Regions from separate parts of the Mustela erminea genome. Here region 2 is linked to region 1. Evidence: chromatin contacts called from public Hi-C data. All regions are on one chromosome and are shown on one strand. Each heading gives the region's core, a stretch centred on a gene start, on an enhancer-like site or on the middle of the called end of the contact. The rest is flanking DNA. Distances are from core to core; before and after follow the strand shown. Region 1 has its middle 510 kb from the start of QKI. Region 2 holds the start of QKI (protein quaking).

What was found. Hi-C and Micro-C count contacts between places; a contact is called where the count stands out from the background.
Region 2: a contact with region 1 is called in a Hi-C map of fibroblasts, with 6 times the contacts expected there. The contact joins the promoter of QKI here to the enhancer-like site in region 1. A contact is called at or near these places in 2 of 3 Hi-C or Micro-C datasets (fibroblasts and skeletal muscle).

What each region holds. Positions count from the first base shown.
Region 1 is chr4:4,674,750-4,677,421 of mMusErm1.Pri, reverse strand. No RefSeq gene overlaps it. Among named protein-coding and RNA genes, the nearest start is that of QKI, 510 kb to the left of the region's middle. Within about 2 kb of position 1,296, the one cell type or tissue checked has open chromatin away from gene starts, as enhancers often do. A contact at or near this core is called in fibroblasts, where this site is marked.
Region 2 is chr4:5,189,411-5,192,082 of mMusErm1.Pri, reverse strand. QKI (protein quaking) reads left to right here and starts at 1,376. Exons shown (of 8, transcript XM_032337970.1): 1 at 1,376-2,019. The coding sequence starts at 1,878.

The sequences.
Region 1 (2,672 bases), core at 47-2,546:
ATCCCATCTGTACATAACACTAATTTTTTAAAAAAATTATTTATTTGAAAGAGAGAGAGTGAGAGAGAGAACACACAAAGGGGAGGAGAGGCAGAGGGAGAGAATTTCAAGCAGACTCCCCTCTGAGCACAGAGGTCGACCCCCAGGGCTTGATCCCAGGATCTTGAAATCAGGACCTGAGCTGAAGGCAGCCACTTAACTGACCAAGCCACGCAGGTGTCCCAACGGAACAGTGATTTTTGATTACGAGATCAAAACGTAGGATGAGAGTAATCACATTCTTGGACCCATCTACACATGATTGTGGGGAAATTAGAGGGCCGACCTTATGAATTCTTTACGGTTTATTTATAAAGATAGTTCTGGCATTTTAATGAGAGAATGGCAAAAGTCTGGCTGTTTTGTTGGTGAGATCCTGTGTGTGTGTGTGCGCGTGTGCATATGACATATAAACCCTCCTAAGGCTTGGGAACGACTAAGTCCCTCCCCCCTTATAGATGCCCCATAATTAGCCTCTTGCACCTGTCATGCTGCATATATCTTTCCCAGTGGGAATATGGGCCCCTCCGAAGAGCCTCCGTCTGCCGTGAATAAAGCAAGAGCAAGTGCCGTGTGCGGCCGTGAAGTCTGTTTTTGGTCCTTGATCTTGTCTGGCTACTCTATTTCTCCTCTTTCCAGCTTTTCTGGTTCAAGTGGCACTGCTTTCACCCGGAACCAAATACTTGTATCTGTTTACAACCCAATTTATACGTTTTTTAAAATACTCTTTCTATTCTGTTTTGGTCCCTTTGTGGGTAGGTGTGTGCTGAGTGAGATCTGAGAGAAAGGGTTTATGAAAAAGATAATCCAGATTCGCTTCTGAACTTCCCCAAAGTACAACTTTGCCAACACAATGTGCTTTCCTTAGCTGAAGGGGCTGTTTTTGAGAGACGTATCTGCTCCTCATCTCCATGGAAGTCATTTATTTCCACTTACTTTCAACTGTACTTTCACAGGTTTTGTTTTCCTCCACTATTTTTGACGGGAAATTGGCATACTTGAGTTGTCAACTATGTAGGGGAGCTTTTAAGTCCTTTAAAAATTTCCAAAGTAAGCTTTATAATTCGATAACGATTTTATAAAAAATATTCCTTGGTTTCTATTCCCCCCACCCCCTTTGGGATCTCTTAGCTATATTTGAAAATGCACACATGATAAAAACTAATAATAAAATTCTGAGCACAGATTTCTCTCATGCAACATTCTTGAACCATGATTACATTTTTTTGTAATGCTGTGTCCTAATGGGCCAGATGACATTCCTGGCTTGCTATTTGTTGAGCCATCTTAACCTTGACGGGTCAAGCGCCTGGCGGTCAGGGCTAGCAAACAGAGCCCCCTGCTGGAGGTTCTGGGGATCCGATTTCCAATGCAAAGGGGAAGGTCTCTCCTGAGGGCGGGGAGACCAGTTAGAAGATAATCAACACAGTGGAGAAATGGAGGACTTGTTTTTGACTGACAGGACAAGTCAATATGATCTCAAAGGATTTCAACAGCACTTCACTTCCTTTTGAAAGTTTGGGAATAAAGGCAGAGACCCTGATCTATTTAAATCACTGACTGCTTATCAAATTAGTATTTCCTGAGAAATTATTCTTTAGGTTGTTGATAGGTGTGCAAGAAGAAAAGGTGTCCTATTTTCCAGTAAGTCTTGAAAATAGTGGGTTAAATATGACTCCTTGTTGCAGAACTTCTCAGAGCCTTTAATATGAAAAGAGAATTTCAAACAACACAGATTGCTTTCCCTAAACTTGTTTGACCATGGGTATTGATTCTGTGACACATTTATTAATATTTTTTGAATCATTTCATAGAATACCAGTGTAGGAAGTCCATTGATATTCCTTTTTCATTTTTTCTAAGAGTTTTGTTTGTAAGACTATTTCACGCTACTTATATTTTAATTTTACTAGAGTACAGAAAACTGAAGACTATTACTTATCAGTATGTGTGAGTGTCTTTTTCTTTTTTGCTCTCCTCTGATGATTTCTTTTTTCTTTTCTTTCTTCTTTCTTTCTTTTTTTTTTTTTTTTGTTGTTGTTTTTAAATATTGGGGACAGTGCACTTTGCATTTGTGACTTTATAAATTCACGTCAAGCCTGTGTCTTTGTTTAATGTTTGTGCTAGCCTTATCAATATCTTTGTTTAGACCTAGGCTCGTTCATATTTTATAAAGATTATTTTTCCTTAGTTTCTATGGACATGCTTTGTGTTAATAATGTGCAGCGATTGAAAATAAAGCTGAAGAATTGTTCTTATCTTAGATTTGTAGGAAAATGAAATATTGATACTGTGTACAAAAAACTGAGGTCATACAGGTATTATGGGACAAAACCCTCCTTAGAAAACCAAAGTACGTTTGAAAAGAAAGGTATTTTATCTTGATAACTATTACAATTGTTTTCTCTTAGAACTTCCTGCTTTAAAAATATTCTGGGCTCATAGGCAGATTGGGTATCTTTTTGCAAATGTAACTGAGTAAGGGGATTATGTACTTGAAAACACAAAATCTTAGGAGAAAATTGTCATTTTGCCGGATCTTCTATGTGAAATAGCTCCAAGGTTCTAATTGTTTAGATTCCATTTGAATGAAGAAGTGTTCTTCATTATTCTGATATCCCTGTCGCTGGTCT
Region 2 (2,672 bases), core at 127-2,626, 510 kb before region 1:
TTGACTTCCACCTTTCGAACTAGGTACATGATCTTATTACGGCTGCCTTTCAAAACTGCACGCGGATGCCATCACGGAGTGCACCATCATCCCCCCTTCACGTCCCCGTCCCCCTCCGTATTTCCTACAGCTCGGTGCCTGCTCCAAACTGCAGCCTAGTCTCAGAATAACGGACGCTGCATCACGGCAGACCCTGTCTCTAGAGGCGTGCCCCGCCACTGGGCCAGGTACTGCACAGATAGTGGCGATGCCGTCGGGGCGACGAGGGGCGCCCACGCGGAACCCACGGCGCGTCGGGCTCCTTCCCGCAGCGGTGGCTCTCGAAGCCGGAGGACCGCGGGGACGCCGGCGGGGGTGGGTGGGTGGGTGGGCATGTCTTCGTGCGGTGCCACCAACGACAGAGCGGTAATCTGAGCCCCCCGGGAACGCGTCCTACAGGGGAGAACTCGACACCCGGGAACGAAGATTCCGCAGCTTCTAGCCCCCACTCAGCCATCTGGGGGTCCGACGGCCCTGCCGTTCCAACCCTCCCCCCACGGCGCGCCCCCGCGCCAGCCCCCGCCCCGGCCCCGGCCCCGGCCCGCCCCACGCAGGCGCGCGGCAGGCCCTGCCCCTCCCCCCTCGCTCGCGGGGCCCCGGCAGGGGCGGAGCGACCCTCGGAAGGGGCGTGGCCGCCTGACTCGACGCGCGCACGCGCTCTCGGGCCTTACGGCTACGTGTCGGGCCACGTGATGCCCACCCCGAAAGTCCCCCGTGAAGCAACAGGACGTTAAAAAAAATTCTTTTCTTTGGGGTGGGGGGGGAGAACGGACGAGAGGATTCTTAAAAAAACTATAGTAACGCAGGAGAGGATGGGGCCGTGCGGTGGCGAGCGCAGCCCCGGCGCGGCCCGCATGCAATCCCTCTCACCTAACGCCACAGCCCGACCGCGCCCGCCAGACGAGCCGGCCCGGCGGCGGGGAGCGCGAAGCGGCGCGGCCCTCGCCCCCGCCCCAGTCGCAAGCACCGCCACCCGGCGCCCTCCCCCACCCGTCGGCCCCGCACCCGTCCCTCCCGCCACTGTCGCCCGCCTCGGCGGAGACCCCAGCCCGGCGCCCAGGCCGGGCTCGCCGGGCGCCGCCTCCATCACGCACCCCGCCGGAGAGAGACGTCGCGGCGGCCGCGGCGGCGGCGCCCGGGCCGGGGGCTGCGGGGGGCGGTGGCGGGAGGAGGAGCGCGCCGGCCGGGCCCCGCTAACGGCCGCCCTGCGCGGCCCCGCCCGCCGCCCGCCCCCGGCCCTCCCCGCGCCGCCGCCCCTCCCCCCGCGCCGCCGCCGCCGCTGGCAGCGCCGCCTGAACTGAGGCGAACTCCGCCGCCAAGTGAGTGAGGAGGAGGAGGAGGCGGCGAGGAGGAGGAGGAAGAGGAGGAGCGGAGTCAGAGCGCGGCGGCAGCGGCAGAGGCGGCCGCGGCGGGGACCAGCCCAGAGAGACCCCGAGCCCGCGGCAGAAGCGGCGGCGGCGGCTGAGCGGGCGCGACCAGCCGAGCGAGCGGCGGCGGCCCGGCTCCTCCTCGTCCGGCGCCGAGCGGCCCGCGCCCGCACTCGGCCCGCGGAGACCCGCCTCCCGCCCGCCGGCCTCGTGAGGGACGCGCCGAGCCGGCGGCCGAGGAGCGGCGGCGGGCCGGGAGCGCGTCGGGCCGCGGGCGGAAAGTGCCTGCGGGGGCGGGGAGAGCGCGGCGAGCGCGCGGTCCGGCCGCCCCGGCGCCCGGCGCGGGAGCGGAGCGGAGCGGGACGCCGAGTCCCGAGCGGCCGGCGGCCGGGGCTCCCCGCCCCTCCCTCCTCTCCGGCGGCGGCGGCGGCGGCGGCGGCGGCGGGCGGAGTGAGCTGCGGAGCCTGGAATATGGTCGGGGAAATGGAAACGAAGGAGAAGCCGAAGCCCACCCCAGATTACCTGATGCAGCTGATGAACGACAAGAAGCTCATGAGCAGCCTGCCCAACTTCTGCGGGATCTTCAACCACCTCGAGCGGCTGCTGGACGAAGGTGAGTCTCCTCGGCGGCCCCTCGCGGCCCGCGCCCGGGCGGCGGCCCCTCTTCCCGGGACCCGACGCCCGCCAGCGTGTTGGGAGGGCGGGAAGGTCGCGGCCGGCGGGGCCCGTGCGCTCGGGGACGGACAGGCCCGGGCGGGGCGCATGGAGGCGGCGCCGAGGCCGGGCTCGCGGGGCGCGGCGGCGGCGGCGGGCGGGTCGGGGCCGCGGGGCGCGGGCGGGACGCGCCGGCGGGACGCTCGCCCCCCTCCCCTCCCCCCCGCCCCCGGACCCGAGACCCCCCGGACCGGAGATCCCGGGCCTCGCGCGGCCGGCGCCCAAGTTGGTGCGCCGGGGAAGGCTGCAGGGCGAGCCCTCTCGCGGCCCCGGCTTCCAGCCGCGCCGGCGAGCACCGCGACGGCCGGGAGCGTCGCGGGCCTGCCGGAGAGGAGCCCGGCCTCGCCCGCCCCGCGCCCCGCGGGCGCCTGAAGGACATGGGCCCCGGGGCGCTCCCGGAGGGGTCTCTCCCGGAGGACGCCGCCGCTTCCCCAAGGGGAGGATCCAGCGGGGCTTCTGCGTTTTTGGAGTTTGTGCAGCTCGCAGACACTCGAGGGGAGTAGCGCGGGGCCGGGGGATTGAAAGGAATTCCCTGGGAGAGCGAAAGTAGAG